Linked DNA regions of Sus scrofa: region 1 is linked to region 2. The links are chromatin contacts, called in public promoter capture Hi-C maps. All regions are on one chromosome and are shown on one strand. Each heading gives the region's core, a stretch centred on a gene start, on an enhancer-like site or on the middle of the called end of the contact. The rest is flanking DNA. Distances are from core to core; before and after follow the strand shown.

Region 1 (4,247 bases), core at 177-2,676, 1.5 Mb after region 2:
TTTTTGACGAAGATTTGGGAAGCATTTCATGACCCACTTGGCCCACACCACTAGAAATGCTCATTCCCAGGTCAGGGGAGGATTTCCTTGCTAGGACCCTCCATGTGCTCTTATGGGACTAAGCCCTGCTAACAGTAGCCCAAAGCCTCAGGACCACCTGTCATACCAGTCTGTTAGGATCCAGGAAATGGTTCCTTCTTGTTGCTTCTTTCCATATCTAGGGTTACACTATGACCAACATTGATCTGGTAGAATTATATGTATCTTTGGTCCTTCGTTCCAAGTCAGCTAGTCATCTTACTTTTATCAGAGGCTCAGTTGCCCATTTGGTAATGCAAGAAACAGTAGTCTTGTAAAACAGGCAGGATACAAGGAGTATAGCTAGAGACATTAATAAGGTCGTAAGTATTTAAGCGAAGAAATTCCATTCATTGCAGCCCTGTATCTCCCTAGGTCTTGTGACTCAGTCTGTTCTGTACCAGTCGCTATCTTTAAGGGAAATGATACATTGGCATTTGTGCATAAAGTTCACCAAAGATGTCTGCACATACGAGGTGAGTGGAGGGCAATCACGACGATTTACAGGATTGAGCAAGGAATGTTATCTTCAAAGGAGTTACATGGCTGGCTCTAGAAGAAGAAAAATTGAGCTTTATGGCTGAGGAGGTATTTCTGCCATTGGGGAGGTGAGCTTAATGAATAATGTAGATGAACAATGCACACCAGAAAGGGGGGGTGTGTGTGGAGAAGGCCCAAACAGACAGAGAAAACATTTTTGTTTAAATATTTCTTGTCTTGGAGGCCCGGTCATGGCTCAGCAAGAACGAATCCGAGTAGTATCCGTGAGGACACGGGTTTGATCCCAGGCCTCAGTCAGTGGGTTAAGGATTCCGCATTGTCATGAGCTGTAGTGTAGGTTGCAGATGTGGTTTGGGTCCCTTCGCTGTGGCTGTGACGTAGGCCGGCAGCTGCAGCTCCAATTCGACCCCTAGCCTGGGAACCTCCATATGCCACAGGTGTGGACCTAAAAAGACAAAAAAAAAAAGAAAAAGAAAAAATTCTTGCCTTGCTTTAAAATAATAATTTTATTTCATCAGATCCTAGCTCAAGTAGGCAGGGAAGCCTTTTACAACTGTTATGTAACTTCTTAGAGACAAGTTGGCAGCAGAACCATTTATAAAAACCATATGTTCTGTCCTTTGGCCCCATCAGGCTATTAATCTTTATCATCCAGTGTATTGAGCAGAGGCTGCAAAGGTGCAGTACTGGCAAGACTAGTCGCTGGGTAGTATTGCCCTTGAACGATCTCCAGAGGAGCACGGCTCAGCTGTGGCGCCCAATCTAACAGGGTCCATTCCCGAGTGGCCCTGGAGGCGTGGCCTCGCTTTCCCACGCAGGCGTCCTCAGGTCTCCCGCCCCTCACCCGTGTGGTGACGGAGGCAGCCCTCAGCCCAGCTCTCTGGCTCCGACACCCAATGGGCGGCCGTGGGCCTCTCGGGTGGGCGGGGCACGCCCTGAGAGCAATCCTGGTTGGCCCGTGGCCCGGTGCGGCGCATGACGTCTTCCGTCGCGTCGCGTCGCGTCGCGTTCCGTAGCGCCGCCGTTAGGTCTTAGCGTCCTCCCCGGGCGCCTGAAGGAGACTTGGAGACTTCTGGGCCTCGCTGCTTGAGCGGTTGGGAGTCGCCGCTGCTGCCACTGCCCGCACTCCATGAGGAAGATGCTCGCCGCCGTCTCCCGCGTGTTGTCGGGCGTCGCCCAGAAGCCGGTGAGTCGGCCTGAGCGGCCCGTGGCAGGGAAAGAGCGGGACCGAGGCGGGGCCCGACGCCGGAGGACGCCAAAGGGCAGGGCAAGCGGGCTAGGCGGGCGGGTCGGGCCGGGCGCAGCGGTCTTCGGGGAGCCGCAGGCCTTTGTTCTGCTTCCACGTTGTGTGCTGCACTCCTGGCCGCGAGCGGAGCGGCGACTCGGCCAAGCGGCGCCGCCTGTTGGAGGGGGAGCTTTACAAGGTCCACGTGGAGGTCAGCAGTGGTTCCCCGTGCCGGGCTTGTTGATGCGGCCCCAAAATGCCCGCCCCCCGCCCCCCAAAAGAAGCAAAAGTGCCCGTTCCTTTACTGTAGACAGAAAAGGGGGCCTTGGGCTTCCTCGAGTTGGCTGCCTCTTCCTGGCCGGTTCATTAAAATTTTTCCTTAGTTCCTCTTGACCAGGAATCCGGAGACTGACTCCGTTCAGACGCCAGCCTCACTCTTTACTAGCCCTGTGGTCTTGGGCAAGAGTTTTTTGGTTTTGCTTTTTTTCTTAAAACAGCCCGGTGCTCAATTTCCTCATTTCTGAAATGGAGAGTACTTACTCCATGGGGTTGTCGTGAGGCTTAAAGGAGTGACAAGTATGTAAACCTTTCCGGTAGCGCCTGGTACATGGTAGGTGCCGTCAGTATTAAATATTGTTATTATTTGAGTTCCCAATTTGGTATACATTTGTTGAACGCCAGCGCTCGGCTCTGTGGAGTGTTGATGCAGGGTTGGGTTCCAGAGAAACAACACACTTGGTACTCTTTCCTCCCCTCTGCCTCAACGGTGAGCTTTTCCTAGGCAGTCGATTCAAAAGCCGTCAGGCAGAACCCAGAGGGAGGCCCTCCACTTGCACACAGATGCGGAGACACTCTCATTTAGGATAGAAGTAGCTAAAGTGGTGTTTGGGAGGATGGGGTTAGAGGTTAGCGCTATTTATGGCTCCAACTTTTAGACATTCCTAGCCGAAGTTCAGAGCATTTTGACCTCTAAGCACGGGATGGGTGGTAATGTGACTTGGTATCACTGCAGCCAAGTTTTGACTTGCAGTTCTTGCTCCAGTAACTCCCAAGACTGGCAGCTCAGCTTGGTATAGGGCAGAGATCATCGAACGGTTGGAGGAAGTGTACTTCTCTAGGACTGCCATTGATTGACAAACACAGAATGCCATGTGATTAATCTGTATTAGCATTTAGGTTGTGATTGGATCTCCCTGAAAAACAAGCACATTTCACCGTTGTTTTTGGTCTTTTTGCCATTTCTAGGGCCGCTCCTGCGGCATATGGAGGTTCCCAGGCTAGGGGTCGAATCAGAGCCGTAGCCACCTGCCTACTCCAGAGCCACAGGAACTCGGGATCCGAGCGCGTCTGCGACCTACACCACAGCTCACGGCAACACTGGATCCTTAACCCACTGAGCATGGCCAGGGGTTGAACCCGCAACCTCATGGTTCCTAGTCAGATTCGTTAACCACTGAGCCACGACAGGAGCTCTAGTTTTTGTATTTATTTTTTATTTCTATGTACACAAAAGATAAATCCAGCATTTATTGTGCCCTTAATGTGTGCCAGGCACGTGACTATTTAATGTCCAAAACATCAGTTTTTAGTTGAATGTAGGTAATAGAAATATGTTTTCAACATCATACAGGGCCTTAGTTCGGTGTGATTACAGTAGAACTTCGTTTGAATTGATGGCGTTCTACAGACAAGGAAAATTTGTGAGTTTTCAAATTACTATCCCCTGTGTCCCTATGAACAGCGAAAAGTCAATATTTAAAATCAGAGTTTCATTCCCTTAGCTGTCCAAAATACTCCTGCTTGTGGGTTGTTGTCTTCCTGCAATGTGTTGGCATCAAAGGCAGATTGCACTTGGTGTTCCACCTCAGTAAAACTTGGGCCTTCTCAAAAATCATACAATACATCTCAAGTCAAATAGAAACGAGAGTTGGGTAACAGTGATCTGTTAAAAATGGAATATGGGAGTTCCTGTGGCCCAGTGGGTTAAGAACCTGACTAGTATCCATGAGGATGCAGGTTCGATTCCTGGCATTACTCAGTGGGTTAAAGGATCTAGTGTTGCCACAAGCTGTGGTGTAGGTTGCAGATGCGGCTTGGATCTGGTGTTGCTATGGCTGTGGTGTAGGCCGGCAGTTGCAGCCCCACTTCGACCCATAGCCTGGGAACTTCCATATGCTGCAGATGTGGCTCCAAAAGGACCAAAAATGAAATATAACTTTATTTAGTCAAAAATTCTTAAGAGATAAGATTATTATGGCAGAAATGGATTCCTGTGCAGAACAATTTATTTAATTAAAAACATTCTTTACTCTGTCTCTTTCTTCTTGTTTTCTTTTGTTCTACCCAATTATGTTGAGGGTTTCTTGCCCTTTTGGGAGGTTTAATAATTTCTTCTGCCGGTGTTCAGTAGATGTTTGGTGCGAATCATTCTACATGCAGAGGT
Region 2 (4,129 bases), core at 942-3,441:
AATGGATAATACGTGAATTGGCTTTAACAAATATGTCACCTTCTTATTGACATTGATTTAAGTAATGGTACTATATTTTAAAAGACATATTGAATTGTGAAGGCAATAAGATACCTTCTATATGTAATGACCACAGAACTAACCCTTATAATATAGTTTTACTTATTTTGTTTACTCTAAAAAGCTATAGCAGAGTTCCTCTATTTTATATTTCATAGATTTAAAAAAAAACCCAAATAAAGATGGATTTAAAATTCACTGTGCAAAAGAGTATTGAGTAACAAACTGAGTTTAAAAAGCAAGAATTTCCTTAGTAATTTGGAATATTCTACATGGCTTTATCCCAGAGCACATGAGACCAAGATTTAGGGCTGTCCTCAACATCACTGCCGTCTCACGCAGGCTACACACATTAGGTATTATGAAGAACATCAACCCAAACTTTTCTTCTTTTGTTTGCACTGATGCTAATATTTTGCCCTTTTATGTTTATATGACATGTCTGTGTTGTGTGGGGGAAGGTTGTTTTTTTTGTTTTGTTTTGTTTTGTTTTTTTGGTTTTTTTTTTGTTTTGGCTAAGTAGAGGACATGGACTAGTTGTAGCAAACAAAACACACTGTTTGCTCTTGCCAAAGGTCAGTGAGTGAGTACATTTGCTGCAGTGGTGGCAGACTCAGAGAACTAGATCAAAACAAAGATTTAAAACTAGGAGGAAGGTTACAGTGTAACTATTTTGGTACTAGAACCAGTTCATGCTGGCCAAAAGACAATGGTTTATGGACTTGCATCCATTTTGTATTTTTGTAATATTTGTAAATATGAACTTTTTAAATTGTTGCAAAAATGGTTTCTTTTGTAAGATGTTTTCAACGTTTACATTCAATTCAAGCCTTTGTATATTTTAGAGCTGTGCAACACTTTAAGTCTTGTATTTATTTTTAGTAAAAATGGTGACAGTTTCATTGTGAACCCCTCTCCAAAAAAAAATGTACCAGAAAAGTTTGATTACCTAGGAAGTGTGTATAGAAACTGCAAATAAACGTGACTGCAATTAAAGAACTTGTTTCCCTCTTCTTTGTTACGTAATCGTATTCCTGGGGTCTTGCATACACCAAGTGTGGACGTAAGGGACAGAACCTGCTATGGCAAAAGTATGAGCAAAATCATAATAATAAATACTCTATCTACAATGGGCTCTAATCTCGCTTGTATTTGAGAGGAGAAAAGAAAATATTTCTCATGTCCAACATGCTTCCCTTGTAGCGCCTCTCTGGGCGCTACAAGATTTATATAGCTTTACTTCAACTGCTTTGCTTCTGAATTTCTCAGACTATGCCTCCTTCCCAAGGTGAGCAACCTCGACATAACCTAAGACGATCGCCACTAAGTAATGTCATGTACCTTTCATTACATACATTTACTGATAGTGTTGTAACTGCTGTGCTTATCCTAACTCACCACCCCCCTCGCTGTGCCCATTTTATTGATGGGAAACTGAAGCACAGAGCCGTTACCTGAGTTGCTCAAAGCCATAGCTCACTTAAATGTTGAGGCTAGGGTACAAACACAGCAAATCTGGCTCCAAGATCTGTGTCATCGCATAAAGGCATAACAACCTTTGAAAATAACCCTTCCAGGTTTGTACCAAACCACAATTGCTAAAGCCCGGCCCCTCCCCTTGCGAATTGAAGCACTGACCGCACACCTAGAATTAATTCAATGTCCACGTCTCTGGTACATCACAGAGGAAGGGGGAATTAAATTAAAAAAAAAATCTTCAAAGAATTAACCAACAAGAGGGGAGAGGCCAGACGCCTAAGTGCCTCAGCCCTGCGAGCCGCCTCCAAGAAACCCACACCGAAATACCCGCAAAAACTCCTCTCCGCCTCGGAGCTTCGCGTCTTCAGCCTATAGCGGGGCGCGGAACTGAACTCACCAACCTCTGCCAACCACCGCCGAGCTGCAGGTGCTCGGAAGCGGCCATTGCGGCTGCGCAGAGGGAAGCACAGCCCCTCCCCTCGGCCGACTCCCTAGCAACGGCCCGCTTCTCACGCGACGGCAAAGGGGTCCTCAGGATTGGTCGGCTTACGGCTCAGGCTTGTCTCTAGGCGGCCACTGATAGGCCAGCGGCCGGCCGCACGTGGCAACCTCCGTACGGTGGGTGGTCTCTGGTGCGAGAGTTGGTCCCCAGCTTCGTGGGGTCCGTGGGCTCTGCGGCGGGCGCATCACGTGGTCGGGTCCTATTTCCGGTGCGAGGACCGTTTCTGACCTCGAGTGACCCTAACCGTTTTACCCCCGCTGCTCGGGAGACGGCTCACCGCTAGCCGGTTCCCGCGCTCTCAGGAGGCTGGTTTGGCTGCTCTAGCGCCAGAAAAGGTCTGTGCTGTGACCCTTTTTCTCCCTCGTGGATGCGCTAGAAGCAGTTGAGGAGTGACTTGGCTTAATGGCTCCCGCTCGGGAGCGGGGTGGCGGGGAAGGAGGATTTTCCTGAGGGAAGAGAAAATAGTTACTTCCCGGGCAAAGCGAGTGTACGCCGCAGTTTCAGCAGCGCTGCGGCTGGAGTGGTTCGGTACGGTTCCGGGTGGTTTGGGATGGTTCCGGCTGGTTCGGGGTGGTTGCACTTGGTTCCGGGTGGTTCCCCCTGCCCCTCCTGGGCCAGCTCGTTGGCGCTTCTGAGAATTGGCCGCTTGTTGGCGGCTTGGTGCTGACTTTGTGGTAACAGGTGATCGTTTTTCCATCCTCTCTCTTTCTTGGCAGGTGTGGGGGGAGGTTGGGGGGGGCGGGAGACGATCAGACTTTATATAGACTTTTGAGTGTAAAGAATCTATTAACTGGAGAGTTGGTTCGTTATAACGTGTTTTGTGATGCAACCGTTGATTCTGAGGCTTTGATCGTAAGTGCGATTGATCAAAGACAGCTTCAGCGCAAAGATGTGGCTTGAGCGGGGTCCTTTGACAGCTCGCTCTGTCGGGGACTGCCTCTCTGCCTCGGCCTGGCTCTCCCGGAGGTCGGGCTGCTCCAGTTTGAACCTGCTTTAATGTTTACGAATCGTGATTTTACAAGCAGCTTTTCTGCACGGAGTTTTAGAAAGCTGGGCCATGGAATCGAGTGTGGCCGGCTTTATCCCCCGTCTGGCAGACTCTGTGCTCTCTCAAGTTTGCTGCGGACAGAAGGGCTACTTTTGAGTCCTGACGGGATTTTTAGAAAGTAATCAATGTGTTGACACAGTTTATTGGGAAAAGAAAAAATCTAGAGTGGGCTTGCTGTTGTAATCTGCCCTATTTACTGAGAATTTTGGGGTGAAACGCTGTTTTCATCTGTCGTCATTGTGATACGCGGATGGCAAGTGAATGCCTTGCACCTTGGGAGGCAGAAGCCTCAGGTGACTTTTGAAAAATGACTTTGATGTATCTTAAATGTGTCTTTCTAAAAACCCGATGTTTAGATTTCCTATCATAAAATGTAAATGAGCTTCCTATTAAGTAAACTTATTTAGCAGGATTTTGAATTTAACCACTGACATTCATTTTAAATAATCTAGTCATAGTTGGGCTCTAGGAAAATTGTTGCAGAAACTTAACGTGTGGGGAGAAGTGAAGGGGAACTGAAACTTAGGCTTTGCCTGCTATAAACCAAACATGACGCCTAGTGCTCAACTGTCATTGGGTCCCACACAACCCTGTCAGGTAGCCGTTACTCCAACTTTATAGGTTAAAAAGTTGAGGCGCAGAGGGGTTAAATCCCTAAGACAAAATAGCAAGTTTTGCAGTTCCGATTCCGACTCTTTATTAAAGCCTGTTTCTTTGCACATGCCCCACTGCTTTAAATTCGTTTGGGGGAAATGGTTGCTCTCTCTGCAGTGTAAGGGTACAGTGTGAAGGAGAACTATGTTGTGATGCTGAGGATTAGTTGTCAAGGCGTTCAATAACAGCTAGAGTCAGTGGGAGGATGTTGTGAATACCTACAGAGCAGCAGCCAGCGGTGGGGGCTCTGTGAAATAAATCACGGCCTATTTGCAAGATAGGAAACATAAGAAGTGACTACGGTATATCTAAAGTTATTGATTTGGAAAGACTTCTTTTACATTTACTTTTGTCTCTTTTTGAGCTTTAGACCAATTGAATCACAC

What was found. Promoter capture Hi-C pulls out the DNA fragments that hold promoters and counts their contacts.
Region 1: a contact with region 2 is called in a promoter capture Hi-C map of liver, with 12 times the contacts expected there. The contact joins the promoter of PDHA1 here to the promoter of SCML1 in region 2. A contact is called at or near these places in 2 of 5 promoter capture datasets (fetal skeletal muscle and liver) and 2 of 47 Hi-C or Micro-C datasets (embryonic fibroblasts and mesenteric adipose tissue).

What each region holds. Positions count from the first base shown.
Region 1 is chrX:15,698,498-15,702,744 of Sscrofa11.1, forward strand. PDHA1 (pyruvate dehydrogenase E1 component subunit alpha, somatic form, mitochondrial) reads left to right here and starts at 1,427. Exons shown (of 11, transcript XM_003360244.4): 1 at 1,427-1,765. The coding sequence starts at 1,709.
Region 2 is chrX:14,208,030-14,212,158 of Sscrofa11.1, forward strand. SCML1 (sex comb on midleg-like protein 1) reads left to right here and starts at 2,192. Exons shown (of 8, transcript XR_002340672.1): 1 at 2,192-2,376. It overlaps NHS (Nance-Horan syndrome protein), which reads left to right. Exons shown (of 9, transcript XM_005673460.3): 9 at 1-1,056. All of the region lies in intron 1 of LOC110257735 (a long non-coding RNA gene), which reads right to left.